Regions from separate parts of the Mus musculus genome. Here region 1 is linked to region 2. The links are chromatin contacts, called in public HiChIP or PLAC-seq maps. All regions are on one chromosome and are shown on one strand. Each heading gives the region's core, a stretch centred on a gene start, on an enhancer-like site or on the middle of the called end of the contact. The rest is flanking DNA. Distances are from core to core; before and after follow the strand shown. Region 1 holds the start of Cdh22 (cadherin 22). Region 2 overlaps Cdh22 (cadherin 22).

Region 1 (4,189 bases), core at 1,587-4,086, 120 kb after region 2:
AGTCTAGTAGTGCCCATTGTCTGGATGACAATGTTGAGATCAGAGCCTGTCCTGTGTAAGGCAGGGGTGGGGTGGGGTGGGAACATGACCTTAGGCTTTTGTTTTTTGTTTTTGTTTATTTTTAGAGATCCCAGTTACAGAACTCAAGCGGCCAAGAAGCAGAGGCATCCCATCCAACATTCCATCTTAAGGGTGCTCTGAGAAGCTAAAGCTGATGGAGAGCCTCCTTTGTATGTGGGGGACATTCAGGAAACAAGGCTTCAGTTCCTGAGCCTGGACTGAGGTGTTGGTCTCCTCCCAGCCAAGAACGACTGATGCAGCCTGTCTTGGTTCCCGAGGGAGGGCTGGTATAACCCTAGCTTGGGTCTCAGCCTAGCCCCCCACCCTCTCCTAGGCTTCCCAGCAAGGGTGCAGTTACATAAACAGAAACTCATTCCCCCCCCCCCCCCGGGCTGTATTTCCAATGGATTTTCCTGATGGAAGAAAACAAGAGAAAAACTCAGATAAAAGAGGAAATTTAATTGGCCAACTCCTTTATTGGTGTGGTAAATAAACTGTTCCAAACTTTGCTGTGGTGAAGATCCCTGTTCCATCTCCAGCCCGAGGCCTCACAGGGAGTCTCAGAACTCCACAGGATACGGACACAGAGAACCCCAGAGGGGGAAAGAGGCTGAGGCCCAGCCTCTGTGCAAAAGCAACCAAGCCACACACACACACACACACACACACACACACACACACACACACACTATACACATGTACCCAGGGTCACCACAGTTTTTCACTTAACAGCTTTCTCCCCCTGAGAGCTCTGGGGATCTACCTTAAATACCTCATGCTGCATGGAAGCAAACGCCTTCCTGCTTTGCCTGCAGTCTGAGGACAAGAAATGGATCCATTTTCCCTCACACTCACCCAGCATACAATTGGTGAGGCCCGGATATCAGGGTGTCTGGGTTCCCATTCTGCCTTTTGATAGTGTTTGCCCTGTGACCCCAGAACCCACCCTCCAATAAATACTTCAGGATGGGAAGGAGGACAGCCCAGGTAGATAGAATCAGACAGGGTGCCCCAGAGGCAGATGTCCTAGGCTGAGAGACCTAGCTTGGTAAAGCACCTGCTGGGGAGCACAGGTACTCTTGTAGTGAAGGAAGATCACAGAGACACCCCCACTTCATCCCAAGCAGTGTTTAAGGGAACACTGGAAAAAGCCGGGAATCCTGCTGCCGCAGAGTAGAGGCTGGCTTGGGGAAGAAGATGCCTTCTGACCTGACAGACACTGAGGCAAGAAGGGTGAAAGAAGGTGGCAACACTGAGGATGAGACGGGCCAAGCCCCCACATCCCAAAAAGAGTCAGGGTGGGCACTGGTGGGCTAGCGTGGGAGATACTCTGAGGGACAGAGGACATAATGGATAGGCTTCCAGGACAGAAGGAGAAGAAGCAGAGGCAGTAGCCAATACTAACAATCAAGACTCTGGCCAAGTTGAGCACTCCTGCTGGTTCTGGGACCCAGGGAGCTCATCAGATGGAACGCACACCCTCCGACCAACGCCGCCGCCGACTAGGAAGGGTAGGAGAGAAAGCAGGGGGCTCCTAGCAGCGCGAGCCGGACAAGCCTTCAACCGGCCGGGCCCCGCAGGCTTCAGCCGTCGCTGCTGTGCCCGCCAGCAGGGGGTGCCTCTGCGGCTTGGGGAGACCTCGGGGGACTCCAGCCTCTCTCTGCGCTCCGCCCGCTGCACCCTACAGGGTCGTCTCCAGCAGCACCCAAGCTGGGGCAGGGACCCGACCAGGCCACAGCGGAAGTGGCGAAGTCAGGTCCCGAGCCAAGGGAGACGTGGTTAGGGATAGTGTCTATCGAGGGTCCCGCAGCCTGTACGCCCTCACAGTCGCAAGGTCCACGCCTCCCGGTTCCGCACCCCGGCCTCCGGAGGGTCAGTCCCGAGTGGCGCGTGCTTTGGACGTGAGCCTGTGAAGCCCGGTCCTTCTCCGTGGTGGGGACAGAGTCCCCGGAGTCGTGTGCGGATGAAGAGGGTAGAGCTACCTCTCAATCTCCACCGGCCATCCGACGGCCGAAGGGAGCAGGGGGTCACGTCGGCAGGGCCACAAGGGTCCTCATAGCCTGTCCAGCTCACCCCACCCAGGGGTGGCCGCAGCCGCGCGTGTCGCCGCGGCTCGACCCGCACACGCACCCGCGCGGCGCACACGCTCCCGCCGCGCCGATCGCCGGGCCTCCGGGAGGGGCTGCGAGCCGAGCCGGGGCGGCGCGGGGTGGGCGGCGGGAATGCCGGGGTCCCGGCCCGTACAGAGGCTGGATTCTCCATCTCCCCACCCCTCCCCGCACTCCGGCCCTACACCCCTGGCGCAGACACCCCCTTCCTCCCCGGCCTCGGGGGCATCCTGGAGCTCAGGACACAGGGACCGCGACTCCCGGGCCGGGAGGTGGCCGGGCTGGGCTCCGCGCCGGGGAAAGTTTGGACGTGGGAAAGTCCCTGTCTCCCCGCCGGGGAGGGGGCGCGGGATGGGCGCGCTTCAGCTGTTGCCCCGGAGCCCGCGCCGCGCCGCGCCCGCCTCTCCCCGGCCCGTGCACCCTCCCGGCCCGCAGCCTTCCCCAGCGGCGATCGGTTGTCCTCCCGCGGGTGCCGCGCGCTCTTACCTTGGGGAGCGGCCGGACTGCACCCTGGTCCGCGCCTTGGGACGCCAGCAAGCGGCAGGATCACAGCCAGGTCCGGCTCTGGCGTCCGCTCGGAGGAGCCGAGGGAGAGCGGGAGCGAGAGGGGGAGCCGCGGCGGCGAGTGCGCGCGTGTGTGGAGGAGCGAGAGAGCGAGGGAGTGTGCGTGTCTGACTAGGGGGGAAGTGTGCAAGGGACGGATCCCTTCCTTCCTCCCGCAGCCTCTGGTGGAGACTCGGAGAATGCAGCGCCCGCCGGGCAGGAGCGCCGAGCAGCGCCGAGCCGCAGGCGGCCGCCGGGCCGGACCCCGCAGCCAGCCGGGGAGCCCGGCCCCCGCCCCGACCGCACCCCTCCCTCGCCTGCGGGGCCCGGAGGCTCCGTCTCCCCCGTCGCCGGCAGCGGGAAAGCCCCCGGGGGAGTGCTCCTTCTCCTCCTCCCAGCCCAGATCCGCGCGAAGGGAGCGCCCCCAGGAGGGGAGCGGGCTCCCTCCTTGCCTGGCGGTTCAGCTGCCCCGAGGCACCCGTGGCAGACTAGACCCTGTCCCCACCACTCCCCTGGCCAGACTTCGCTGCATCTAGCCCCCCTTCCCCCACACACTATGAAAGCCCGGCTTCAAAAGAAGGGGGTGCAAGCGAAGGTAGAGGCGGGCTTCTCAAGTGGCCACCCCTGGCTGGCTGCCCAGAAAGGCCCTTTGCACAGACCGAGGCTTCAGAGACAATCACTGAACATTGAGGTGGACAGAGCCCCTGCCCCGGGGCTGGGAGTCTGCTGGCAGGTGGAAGGTCAGTTGTCCTGGGAAGAGAGCCACGCTGGTCATTCCTCTTTAGGAGCGAGCTCTGGAAGTCCTGTGCCTCCAGCCAGAATAAAAGAGTAGGCAAACAAGACAGTCCAGCCTAAACTTCGTGCCCTCTAGCATGAGGCTAATAAAATCCACCCCCACCCCCCACTGTCCAGAAACGCTTGCAAAGCCAGATTTTCCGTTCTTGCTCAAATTCAGCTAGCCCAATGCCCGATGTCTTTTCTGCCTAGACTGTTTCCTTTTTCTTAGCTGCATGGGTGCCAGCCAGGTGACTGAAGTGACCGTGCAGCTGTATGTCTTTGCCATCTGCCCCTAACCAAGCATCCTGGCCTGCAAAACAGACGCTGAGTTAAAGAGGTGACAACGCCCTCCCTCCGAGACCCTGATTCCTGATGGTCCCTAGGGACCCATACTCCAGCTCGCCCTGGCCTGCTCACCACCGGGAGCTCTAATTTCCACTCTCCCACTCCTCCCTAGTGACTGGTGTCTCCTCTGGGTGGTTGCATTTCTAGTCCTTCCAGCTGAACTCCATCACTCTTATTTATTTTGAGATTTATTCTCCACCTCGACAGCCGGTTCCCTCCCTTAAGTCCTTCTTCTCTCGGTTCATTCCCTTCATTGATCTCCCAAGCGTTGCTTTTGTGCAGTCTCCTGGTCTTTTTCCTCCCCAACCTCTCTATTCTTAGCCTCTACTCTTTCATGCTTTCAGAGACCAGAGGCT
Region 2 (4,234 bases), core at 78-2,577:
GCATGTCTTCATCCACGTCTGAGCTCAGATGGCTCTTGTGGTGCCGCCTGAGAGTGAGGATCAGCAGAGCAAGAACTGTGGGGGTGGGGTGGGGTGGGATAGGAGACATAGGGACACAGAGTGAGGGCTGAGCCCAGCGTAGGGTACTGCCTGGACCCCCCTCCAGCCCCCAACCTGACGGCTGAGCTTCAGTGATGCAGAGCGGTGCTAAGGATTGTCACCCAATTTGAGGGCCAGAATTAACCCTTGAGTCTCCATCCTCAGTTCTAGGCGCTGGAAGGGTGAAGGCACCAGGCCCAAGAAGGACGAAACCCTCTGTCCCTGCCCTCCTCTGTCCCCCGTCGCCCCTCCCCCCCCCCGGACGTCTGTGCTTCCTATTTCTTGTCTCAGATCAGGACCCTCAGGGTTCTCTCTGTGAGATTTCTACCCAGGCGACCCCACTCCAGGTCCCCACGGGAAGGATTCCATTGGTTCTCGGTGTGGCCTCGTCACCAGTAGCAGCTGCAGGGAATCCTTGACAACTGTGGGTCCTCAGTGGGTCCTAGATCTGCCTCTGGGACTTCCCTTTTCTTATCTCAGCCACAGGCTGGGTCTTGCCAAGTTAACCCCAGTGAATATCCTCTGGGGCCTGGAAAATGTCTCCCTAGCCTCATGCCTGGCATGGAAAAGCACGGGATGTGTGCTTGCTGAATGGAGTGAATGAATGAATGAATGAATGAATGAAGAGTTGCCTGGAGACCCAACTGAGGGGGGTAGTGAATGAATGACCTACTCTCTGTGCTTCTGTCTTTCTTCATCTGCCTTCAGGACTTCCTGTTTCTCTCCTCCTCCTCCTCCCTCCTTCCTAACACTGTATTCTGTCATCCAGCCAGGTTCTCCTTCCTGCTTCCCCAGCTCCCAAGGACCTACTCCCTTATAACATTCCCTCTTTTGGCACTCTTCTGCACGCCGTGGCTTTAGCTTCCCTCCGCCAATAACTCCAGCATCTTTCACCCCTGAAATCCAGGTACATTCAACTTCCAGTCCCCTCGGTTGACCAAGAGAACCTCAAACTCCATACGTTTAAAGTTAAAATAATCTTTCTCTTTCCCACTACCCCCCTCCCTCCACCAAGGCCCAGAGAATGTGATGGAAAGGGGGCAAAGAAGAATGTCAGAGCTGGAGGGCGGGGAGGGGTGCCGGGGAATGCAGGCTTCTGGACCCACAGCTCTGTGAAGAGCTCCACACGGTCAAGCCAGTCAATAGCCCGGCAAGGATAGGGGAGGGGCCAACAAGGTCCCACCCTCAACCCTAAAGTCATTGGCTGATTGGTGGAAACTGAAAGGAGTCATTTTTATTCAGGGGTGTGGCCACTGGTGGGCTAACCACGCCCAGTACACAGCCACGCTCCAGTGTATGGCCTCGCTCTGGTGCACGCTCTGGCAGCGCTAGTGGAACTCCGTGAGCTATAAAGAAGACACAAAGAGGACCTGAGGTGGGAAGGATACACGTAGGAAAGGTCTGGGGGCCTGGGGGTGGCCACGATCAAGATACATTGTATACATGTATGAAATCAATAATAATTTTAAATTTCATTTTATTTTGTGCGTGTGGGTGTTTTGCCTGCCTGTATGTCTCTGTACCACGTATGTGCTCAACGCTCATGGAGGCCAGAAGAGGAACCAGATCCCCTGCAACTGGAGCTACAGATGGGTGTGAGCTGCCACGTGTGTGCTGGGAATTGAACTCGGGTCTTCTGGAAGAGTAGTCAGTGTTCTTAACTGCTGAGCCATCTCTTAAGCCCCAAGAAAGAATTAAAGAAACAAACAAACAACTTTGCTCAGTGGTAAATCCTATTGTGGAAACAGCCTAGTACCTGAGAGGGATTTGCTGGATGGGTGGATGGACACACGAATGGACAGACACATGCCAAGCGCCGTGGCAGCAATTAGATGTTTCTTGCTGCTCCAGACAGATCCAGCCAGGCCTGTGGTCAGGGCCAGCTGTGAGGGCCACAGCACAGGGTAGGAGCTCACCACCTAACATGGTAGCTTACAACAGGGAAGGACGTGGGGGCTGGGGACAGGCCCTGAGGGAGGGCTGGAGGGAAGGAAGGTGTCAAGAGAGATGTAGAGAAGATAGATGGACGGCATTTGGAGCTGGAGACCTGGAGCTGTGGAGGGGATGCCCACGAGAGCAGATGGTAGGGTTTGCGGGCGGCGGGCGACAGATGTGCCAGACCTGATCAGCGATTCAGCCCGTCACCTTTAGAGCACTGATGTGCACTTTCTTCGTTTGTGGGCAATTAGGCAGAAATTTGTTTGCACTGCCTTGGAAAATGAAACCGCTGTAAAGTGCACCCTCTGGAAAAAAAGGGTTTCTGAGCTGTGGGCTGTGGTGGGGAAGGAGGGGCTGTACTCCTGGCTGGGCAGAGTCTGTTCGGGGCCTCTGTGGGGGATCTGAAGGGGTGTAGCAGCACAAGGGGAGGGGTGTCATCTCGTGGGGGACTGGGCAGGGCTAGTGAGCGTGGTCCCAGGAGAACCCCTAACTCTGGCTGTTCTGTCTACAGTCAGCACTTGGTTGGCTGTGGCAGCAGCCACAGGCTGTTCACATCTCTTCTCACCAGCGATACTGGAGTTCAAATGGCTTCTGGTGCCATTGTCCCCAGTGTCTCAAGACTTTGTCCCAGGAGCCCTAAGTTGTTGTCCCCAGTTTTATTTCATGGCAGGTGGCAGAGCAGAGGTGGAGACACAGAGTAAGAAGAGCTAATTTCATGTCAGAAGGCCATCTGGGTCTTCTTAGCCAAGCCACTTAACCTGTGAGTCTCTGTTTCTTCATCTGAGAAAGGGGCTGATACACTTGGTCATGCAGCCAAACAGCCATGCTTCTCTTTATGGAGAACAACAATTTTAAAAAGGGAAATAGTAGACAAGAGAATTTTTAAAATATGCTTGGTGTGTCCCTGGCCCCCATACCAGGTCTCAAGCTCCCAGTATAGCCAAAGATAACTTTAACTTTGGATACTCTTGTCTCTACTTCTGGGATGTCGGGATCACAACCTTACACCATCCCACCAAGTTTATGCAGTACTGAGGATCGAACCTGGGGCTTCATGTATGCTGGGTAAGCATTCTACCAATTAGGCCACACCTCCAGTTCCATGTTTCTTTTTACTAATAAGGTTTGTCATTCTACAGTCCAGGTTGGTCTGGAATTTGCTATATAGCCCAGGCTAGCCTCTCACTTGCAGCAATTCTCCTGCCTTAGCTTTCCAAGTGCTGAGATTATAGGAAGGAGTCACCAGCCCAGGCTATACAAGTGGCTTTAAACTCTGGGAAGTCTTGGGCTGTGTGTGGGGCACAAAACTGTCCCAAGCTGGCCACCATCCTCACTTCAGAGACTTCCCACAGGAACTGCAGGTAGAGGTTAGAGATGTATCTAGGAAGCCTATCCATATGTAGGAGGAACTGGGGCTCCTCTCCCAGGGTGTGGTCTATCCAGGCAGAACACCAAGTCATGGGGAGCGGGGTTCTTGAACTTACCAACCAGGATGAGAACACAGACCAAGAGAGCGATGAGTGCGCCGGGGCTGAGGGAGGCAGCCATGACAAAGGCGGTGGTGTTGCAGGACTGGATGGTACCGGAGCTGTCACAGCCGCAGATGCGGATGGTGAGGGTGCCCGTGCTGCTCAGGGTGGGTGGCCCGCTGTCCACAACGAGGATGGGCAGGAGGAACACGTCCTGCTCTTGCCGGTTGAAGCCCACGTGCTGCGTGTGCACCGCAGCTGTGTTATCTGCACCGGAGGAGAAGCGGACAGTGTGTAACTCGAGGCTGGCGTCGGACCCTGGCCCAGCCGCATCCAGATCCCATCTTGAAGCAGACAGTGTGTGACTCGGGGCTGGTGTCGGACCCTGGCCCAGCCACATCCGGATCCCACCCCAAATTGCTGCCTTTTCGGGGATACACACATCTGTCTCCTCATCCCCGCCCCTCCCCCCACGTCTGCCTCAGCTGCTGAAGATCACAGAGCCCACGGGTGTCCTCAGCCGTCCCTGCACTGGGTTCCCAGCTGCCTTAAATGTGTTTTCAGCAATCCTAAGATTTTTTTTTTTTGCTCCCAGCTGTGCCAAGGTACTGTCCCCAGCTAATCCCAGATTTCATTCCCTGCTGGACCAATGTCCTGGCCTTGGCTATGCCATTTTTCCCCCATTGATCTCAACAGCTTGCTTTGTCCCAGATTCTCCCCCCATCTTC

What was found. HiChIP or PLAC-seq counts read pairs in DNA pulled down with a chosen protein or histone mark.
Region 1: an H3K4me3 HiChIP or PLAC-seq map of neural tube shows a contact between it and region 2, with 4 times the contacts expected there. The contact joins the promoter of Cdh22 here to the enhancer-like site in region 2. A contact is called at or near these places in 4 of 39 promoter capture datasets (embryonic stem cells, frontonasal cranial neural crest, maxillary cranial neural crest and 1 more), 24 of 484 Hi-C or Micro-C datasets (the N1E-115 cell line, bone marrow-derived macrophages, cardiomyocytes and 8 more), 18 of 115 datasets of contacts at active chromatin or transcription factors (SST interneurons, VIP interneurons, craniofacial prominence and 11 more) and 3 of 9 other capture datasets (adipose tissue, embryonic stem cells and pancreatic islet).

The regions. Positions count from the first base shown.
Region 1 is chr2:165,231,901-165,236,089 of GRCm38.p6, forward strand. Cdh22 (cadherin 22) reads right to left here and starts at 2,837. Exons shown (of 12, transcript NM_174988.3): 1 at 2,655-2,837. It overlaps Gm36748 (a long non-coding RNA gene), which reads left to right. Exons shown (of 3, transcript XR_375215.3): 3 at 1-1,014.
Region 2 is chr2:165,112,619-165,116,852 of GRCm38.p6, forward strand. Cdh22 (cadherin 22) reads right to left here. Exons shown (of 12, transcript NM_174988.3): 11 at 3,522-3,773; 12 at 1-75. Among named protein-coding and RNA genes, the nearest start is that of Gm36690, 9.0 kb to the left of the region's middle. Within about 2 kb of position 1,328, at least 33 of the 459 cell types and tissues checked have an H3K27ac peak or open chromatin away from gene starts, as enhancers often do. A contact at or near this core is called in cerebral cortex, embryonic basal ganglia, embryonic limb bud and 2 more, where this site is marked.